2 separate regions of the Siniperca chuatsi genome follow, and region 2 is linked to region 1. The links are chromatin contacts, called in public Hi-C maps. All regions are on one chromosome and are shown on one strand. The core of a region is the stretch at or near the end of the contact, and the rest is flanking DNA. Distances in the headings are between cores, read along the strand shown. Region 1 holds the start of rxraa (retinoic acid receptor RXR-alpha-A). Region 2 overlaps rxraa (retinoic acid receptor RXR-alpha-A).

The links. Hi-C and Micro-C count contacts between places; a contact is called where the count stands out from the background.
Region 2: a contact with region 1 is called in a Hi-C map of liver, with 2.0 times the contacts expected there. The contact joins the enhancer-like site here to the promoter of rxraa in region 1. A contact is called at or near these places in 2 of 3 Hi-C or Micro-C datasets (liver and skeletal muscle).

The regions. Positions count from the first base shown.
Region 1 is chrLG18:19,698,257-19,702,329 of ASM2008510v1, reverse strand. rxraa (retinoic acid receptor RXR-alpha-A) reads right to left here and starts at 1,692. Exons shown (of 12, transcript XM_044174763.1): 1 at 1,336-1,692.
Region 2 is chrLG18:19,752,489-19,756,607 of ASM2008510v1, reverse strand. The region is part of intron 3 of rxraa (retinoic acid receptor RXR-alpha-A); the gene reads right to left. Among protein-coding and RNA genes, the nearest start is that of rxraa, 54 kb to the right of the region's middle. Within about 2 kb of position 2,662, the one cell type or tissue checked has an H3K27ac peak away from gene starts, as active enhancers do. A contact at or near this core is called in liver, where this site is marked.

The DNA of each region.
Region 1 (4,073 bases), core at 443-2,942:
TCAGAAGTCCCCGTGAATCTCCCCGGTGCACCCAGGCAGCTGATGATACGCGTAAAGGTGTAACATGACGCCCTCATGAAAGAGCAGCAGACACAATAAGAGGGCTCGCCTACAGCTCTGTGCTTATCTCTGATACAGGGGACAAGGGTCTGCTCTGTTCACTTTGACAAAGTTGTAGCATTAACGGTTTACAGTGCAGTGCGTCTGTGTGAGACAGCATGCGTTTAAACTGGAAATTAAAAAGGACCCTTAATAAAAACTAGACTTGGCCTGAGATTAATGGTTTCACAACTGAGTAGTTCATGAACAAAATTACTGTTCAATTCAAATTCAAACATGTCCTATGTTATTATTTAATATTATGACAGCTGTGTAAATTCCTTTGGAAAAAGAATGTGAAAGTTGCCACTCTCCCTCTATAACCTTTTACTAAGTGTCCTCCATAGCCTGTGATCTTTGTGTAGATTACATTATCAAAACTCAGAATTGACATCAATGCACAGAGATCCTAGAGCAGTTATCCCACACCTGAGTCACCTGTTTGTAACTGATGTGAAGTTTGCCCTCATCTTTACTTGAGCACAGTTTTAAGAGACAAATCCAGACTGCCCTTGATAAGTCAAGCAGCTTTGTTGGAGCACAGAGCCAAGTTCAATGCATATCTTTAATTTTTTTTATCAGTTACCAGATGACTGTACGAAAACACACACAACCTGCGCACAACACATAGGCTAGCTTAATACAATCAACACGTGCCAAAAAAGTAAAAAAGAAACTGCTCGTTCTAGTTAAAATTCCTCTAACTTAACTGTTTCTGCAACATTGTGTGTTTAGTCCTACTCGTTAACGCGCGTAGAAAACGCTTAAGTACAAAGCTTCATTTCGGTTTGCATTTTTTCTTTGAGAAACTGACATTTAAATTAAAAGTAAAGTTTTAAGCGAAGTTCAAACAAGTACATTTAACTGCAGCGCACGCGAGGTAGGCGCACAGCGTATCCCAAGCGAGATGTCACTCCGTATCTAAGCGAAATGTCATCAGCTCAAATAGCGGCGTAAGATATGCAACACAGTGAGGATGTATCTGGTTTTATCGGAGTAAAAACGATAAGCCAGTGTTAGTCAAATTACAGAAGGCAACGTCCGCTACAGCTCGTCAACAGCTCTAAACATGTTGATGCATTTGGCAACTCGCTGCACGCGCTGTCAAAAGAGAAAAGAGGGAGAAAAACAACACAGCGCGAGGGCACGTTTCACACTGAGCTGCCGATGAAAGTTCTATCAAAACCCTCAAAATTATAACAGAGCAAGGCTTTGTCATTAAACAAACAAACTTACCCAATGACAAGAATGGTTTGGTTTCCATGTCTGTCTGGTAGGTTAGCTCATGCCAGCTGAGACGACCGCGTTTGGGAGTTTTTCACAGGCGGCTGCTCGAGCAGACCAGACCAGACCAGGGCGCTGCTGCTGCTGCTGCTGCTGTGGTCCTCTTCAAGGAGACGGGACTCGGTTCGAAGCGGTAAAAGTGACAGGTCGATGTCTGATAGTCTCGGAAGATAACCTAATGTTTCTACGTCTGTTTGCTCACTCAGCCGCTGTGTGCTCACACTCCTCTCCTCTCCCTCTCGTGCTCGGTGTACAGCAACTCCAACTACTGGATCTGTACTGCAAAAGGGACCTGTGCAGGGGGTACTCCCACCAACGTAGGCCGAGCTGCAGCGACACCACAGATACAAACAGGAGCCCTATCGTGAACTTTGAAATTAACAACACAAAAGACAGAGAGAGAGAGAGAGAAAAAAAAAAGCATGCAGTGCATTTTATGCTAGATATTAAAAGTCTACAGATTTCCTCCAGGTAGAGGTTTTCCAAATCACGTGGAGCTGTTTCAGCTGAGCAGCAGCTACTTATTCTTTTCTCTCCTTATCTCCTGTTATTTTAACCTGGTCACATCTGTTGAACCAGAGCTGTTGGCTCAGTAGATAGATGTTTCAACTGTATTTACAATGAGCCTATTTCTCTCTCTCTAGAAGCTGCTATAACATTAAAAAAAAAATCAAATAAACACACTCACCTATAGGCCTACAGTAGTGTTAGGATTTAATAGTATTGTATCTCGTTTGAATCTGGAAGAATGGATTGGAGAATTATTAAATCATTTAAAACTTTTGACACAGGACTAAGAATCCAAGTCTGACAGTCAAAGAACTAAAACTCTGGCAAAAGTTTTGCCTGCATTATTTAAATGACCTACCAGAATGTTTTGTAGCCTACATTTATATGCAGATGTACTAAAAAGCGATGGAAATTAGTTCTTTTCTAATGAAACATGGGAGGTTAAAAATGCATTAAGAGTGTTTCCTGACACTCAAAGAAATCCAGATATTTGAAACAGTAAAGTAAATCCAGACCAAGAAAGCTGTGCAAGCTCAAGTGTTACACAGTTACTGTACTGTATCAATATTTTCAACTCCCCTCTCTACATCTGCTAATGTTTACTACATTCATACTGTGATCTGCCAACATGGCACAAAAAAGAAAGAAAAATCTATGAATTTATTGCAGATGCATAAAAGTTTGAGGCAGATTCACATAAGCCCCCCTCGGCTAGTTTTACAGCAAGCGGCAGCGTGTGCAATTTGCATAACTCTCACTGCATTAGAGCAATGCTAGATCTAGATCTCTGTCATTGTTCCTGCTGCTATATCTGTTCTGGCCATGACAGTTTATGCCTAAGTCAAGCCACATCCATCGTGTGTGCACCGACTCCCCTTCAACACTCAATCCTGCACACATAGGCGAGGCACATGTTTCAGGAGAGTGAAAAATGTCCCCTTCTTTGCCCCAGATTGAAGGAGAGTACCACAGATGCTGGCTTTACATTTCCCCCATGCTGTAAAAATCCCTTATGCAGTGCATATAGGAGCGATTTAATGTAAACATACGCCTCCTGCAGCCATCCTCTAGGCCCCTGTGATGAGCCTGCTCCTATTAAGCACTTGAAGGTGTTCACCACATTTGTACTGAGGCGAGATACATAATTAATGTAATGCATGGCACATCAAAGATCAAAGGCATGGTTTGTGCAAAAAAAAAAAAAGTTAAGTTAAGTCTGACTGGGCACTGATTCAAGGTGTGTTTGTGTGCATGAGAGAGAATGTATGTGCATTTTATGTGTGTGTGTTCTTGTGTAGGTGTGCAGATGTGTGAGGAGAGAAAAATGAGTCCTGCTGATTATTCCACTCAAGGCCTTGCTTTTGTGTGAATATTTCCTTCATCTACCTTCCAAGAAAACAATTATCACTCATCAGACGGCGTCATGTTTGCAAGATGATGTTAAGTGGCTTAATTGGCTGGGTAAATGCTCATCAGAGGGGGAGGGAGGGAGGGAGGCAAGAGCAGTGATTGGACATCCTATTTGTCCTCGGTTCAGGGGGCTGTTTTGCCTCGGGCCTTCACTCTGTAATAGAAGACAGACACAACACAGCCTTTTTAAACACCTCGATCAGGCCGGGTTCTCTCATCTGCCCACTAGAATGAGCTATTTAATCCTCAACTTGGGCTATGATTAATAGCGGTCTGACCCTTCACCTCCATCCATATAAATTCTCTGGAGGCTGTTTTTTTGGCTATCCTCATCGCCTCGCACCTCTGGTCGCGGAGGTCTCGAGTCTATACTCTTAATTGCGACATCTCTTGGCTCAGTTCTGTCTCTCATTTCTGTCTCTTTTGCCGTGTTTTTCTCCACTTTAAAGCAATGTGTTTGGGCCTCAGGGGACGGAAGACCACCGTTACGATACACCCCTCCATGGCTTTGCCAACCTCCTCCTCTTTCTCCCTCTCTTAAAGTGGGTGATAAATGGGACAAGGGCCTTTTGGTCTCCTTTGTACTTTGACCATTCACAACAAGCTCATCCGTAAAAGCGATTATGGCCTCTTTCAGTGGCAATGACAATGGTTTCCACTCCTGAGGAATGTACGGATAAATGTACACTGCAATTTTGATGAATTGTTTAATCAATACAATGTCTAAGATGATGTCTGCAAATAGCTTGTTATGTCCAACCAATGGTCCA
Region 2 (4,119 bases), core at 1,413-3,912, 53 kb before region 1:
GTTTGCAGGAGAGGTTGAGAAGTTTCTATGAACGTTTTAATCCTGTTTTTCTCCCTGCAATGAAAGATTATCACCATTGGAATCCTATGGTTTGTTCTTATAGAATGAATGGATGATTCTGTTGTAATTTTGCAGCAGTATTACGACAGTCAGTGGTTGCAAAACAACGCTAATATGATTTGGCTGTGAAGTATAATTTGGCTATGCATAGTTGAGCCAAACTTAAAAGTATCACCTAATCTGCTTAGTTTGAACAACGAATATGCACATTTCCCTCACGACATCTATTGCTACGTCTGAAATCCGTCTGAAAAAGAGCAACAAGTGGAGAGACAGACACAAGACACAAAGAGAGTAAAAAAGACTACTGAGAAGGAGATGTAACATGATGAATGACAGCCAGCATGGTGAATGCATCACACTGGCTGTCCTTTGGTCGGCATCTTATATCAGGAGCAGCAACTGACAATAGCATGTTGATCAAATACATGGCATGGAGCGATAATTACCACTGCAGCCTGTGGAGCTGGCTTCAAGACAGGAAGATTACATTCGCAACTGATGCTCTTCAGCTCTTTTTGAGGACTCATTACCTTTTCAGCAACACTGCGAGTAGCAAGGGATCACTAAGGTAATAAACTCCAACATGTTAAAGAACCAGATGAAGTAGAGATTGATTTTTGAAGTCTGCAGACTGACGATTATGTGAGAGCTTCAACTTTGCTCATCCTCTTATCCTTGTGGAAACCCTGCCATTAAGCAAATGGGTTGGCTTTTTTTCTGTATTATACATTCGGCTAAAATAAAATCTGATATTTGCGCTGTTAAGGCCCTCTGAGCTGTCATGTCGGAGACTGTTGTGTGAATCCAAGTAACCGGGGGAAATGCAAGTCAGCCAGGAAGCCACGATTCATAGAGCTTCCTATTTTGCTGAGATGAAAATCACAACACAGGCCCTTATCTGTCTCGCTCACTGCCAAAACACACTTGAGGGCACATGGCCGAGCATATACATATACACACAAACACAGAGAGATAATAACCTAACTACAAAACACAAGATTGATTGTAATTTAACAATAGCAGCTACTGTATGAGGAATCTGATAACTGCCTTTTATTATTTTCACATTTTTGTCATCCGTTATCACAAGTTTGACAAAATTTAACCAGGCATGATGACACATAACCTATCTCAAGCAAGTGTCAAGTTTCTGCAAGGTTACCTTTCTGTACTGAAATGAAAGCTTGGGAAAGGCACGTTCAAAAACACTAATGTGTGCTTTGGAAAACGTAAAGTATACATAAATGGCGTAAGACACAACATCTTTAGCAGATGTAAGCATGGAAAGATCCACTGACAAATTGGTCAGTCTAGGAACACCAAAGAAACGCAAATAGGAATTGATCGCGCACAGCTAAAATATTGTAACCTCTTGTCACTGTTACAGTTTCTGCTACTATTTAGCTAATACAACAAAAGATCTTCATCTGCCACATGTCATGAAATGGGAAACCGCTCAAACTGAACTAAGCACTGAGGTCAGTGAGGTCAAATTTTGTAGAAATAATAAAAACAAGTTTCCCATTTTACATTAAAAAATGTTATTACATATATTATTATTAAGGAAAACATGATAATTTATCGTGGTATAGCTTTTTGGTCATATTATCCAGGCAAACAAAGTTCTTCTTCTTAAACCAAAAAGGTTAGTTTTGGTTCTATTTGAAAATGAAACAATTACACTTCCATGTCAGTGAGGAAGAGGGAAACAGCCACTGATGTGGAGGAGTGGAAGTGTAATTACTCTACAAGGTGGTTCCGCTCGCTTTCTAAGCATCTTGTTATGACTCAGCAGTCACAGAACCATCAGTCTGCGGAGAATAATTATGCCAATTACTAAGGAGGAAAAAAACAAGTGTCCCTTCCCTCTGGTGACATCAGGATGAGGAATTTGCCACTTGATGACTTGTTCAGAGGCAGCAGGTGGTGGACGATTTCCATTTGTATTGAGGAAGCACTGAAACACATCAAAAGTTGAGTACTGTGTTTGATCCTGTGCAACACCTGGACTGGGCCCAAGGCAGATGTTGGTGACCCCCCAACCACCACCACCACCACCACCACACACACACAGTTTGGAGAGGCAGTATCATGGCCCATAAAAATGTTTACTGTTCTCTTACACAAAGCTGGACATGTTTACATGTGATTTAGGATAACAGATCTTTTTCAATTAGTGTCGACCAATACAAAAGAAGCTGGTTCACATTTAGGTTTTGGGACACAGAAATAACATCAGAGCCTTTTTTCAGCAGAAAGCTTGAATTTATTGACTATATTACAAGCCTTTGAGACATCCCCCTCCTATTTCTTTCATTTTTTCCCTCTGATTATTATTCTTCTGTGACGTGCTGGTCTGTTTGTAATGAAATCCAAATGGAGAAGGTTCTGGCTTCTGGCCCTGAGCCGTAACTGCCCACCCCCCTCCTTCTCTTTCTCCCTCTGGGGAACAAGCCTGAGATAACGGGAAAAGGGGAGGATGGGCAGAGATAGACTGATCAATAGATGGACAAGTAGAAAGAGAGATAGAGAGATTCATAGATAGATAAGAGAAATCCAAACAGAGAGCAGGAGGAAGAGAAAGCGCGAGAAAGTCTCAGAGAAAGCTCGAGACCCTGGGGGCCAGTCGGAGGGGATAAGATGGGGGGTGTGGGTGGCGGCGATGGGAAACTATGTGTGTACGTGCTGCAGGAAGAGGCCTTGTGAGCCGGGGGGAACACACGCGCCTCAATGGGGGGGGGGGGTGTATGTCCAGACCAGTGTGTGTATGTGTGTGTTCTGTGTGTGATTGTCACTGGAGGAGTGTACTTTGGATCGGTACATCGACTCACAGCAAACAAATAACACAAAATCCTGCAGGGCGGAGGATCGGAGGGACGCCGTATCCAAGGTAAATAAACAAAATCATGAAAATATAGTTGCATTGACTGATGAGACCCGACCTTAATACCCTGAACCCCATGCGACTGCACACAGACAGTCTGTCCAGTACACACAAAATCAATTCACTTTTGGCCCATTATCAACAAAATAAGTCACATGGACAACTAAAACAGTTTATGTCAACAGTGTAACCTCATTCCACTGAATGCTCTGTTTCAAACGCGTATTTTATTCAGCTGGCAAGTTTCAAATGAGCAACAAGCAACAAGTTTTAGTCTGTTATTGAGTCCTAAAAGTCCTGTTTTCTTAAACCAAGTAAAACAATCTAAATATGTATCTATCTTGAATTTCCAAGAAGAGAGTGCCTCTATTTTGAATCAAGAGTGAATAATGCATAGCACTGCACAAGAATTTAAAAATTACACGTCTTGAAAGTAGTTGATTTGGGGCTGCAGTTGACAATTTTTTTATTTTTTTATTAATCAATTGTTGAGTCTCAAATTAGGGAAAATGCCATCATGCCAAGTTCCCGGAGCCCAATGTGACATCTTCAATTTGCTTGTTTGTCCAACCAATGGTCCAAAACTCAAAGATATTCAATCTACGATATGAAAAGCAGCCAATCCTCACACTTCAAAAGCTGAAATTTGACTATTCTGTCACTCGAATAAACGTCTCCTTGTTTCAGCACTGTTTCCACTGCAAATCAAGAATTATCTAGAAGTGTCAGTATATTGAAATAAGACAGAATAGGGCAGATGGCTGCACTAGAATAAAGAAAAATGACACTTGATTCCAGAAAATTCTTGAAACACATTGATTGTACTTGGTAAAATGGAGATTTTTGCAGTGCAGAGCTTTGTTACCTGCATCTGCTGCACTAATCTTTTCTGTCAGAGAGGAACTGATTCAAATTGTCAGAGCCCGCAGAGATGATTTTCAGGATGGAGACAGATCAAACAAGGAAATAACTCTGGTGAATTACCAGCACGGGCCAATCTTCAGGGGGTTGGAGGCACGTTTTGAAGAAAGAAAAAAAAAAAACACAAAGATGGTCAGCGTTGTGAGCATCAGTAGGGCCCCAAGTGGAGTTGGTATCCATGTGGATGAGAGCCTATGGATGTATGTCTCTTTATCTCTCCCTGGTGCTCGTGCGCTCACATTTAATTTTTC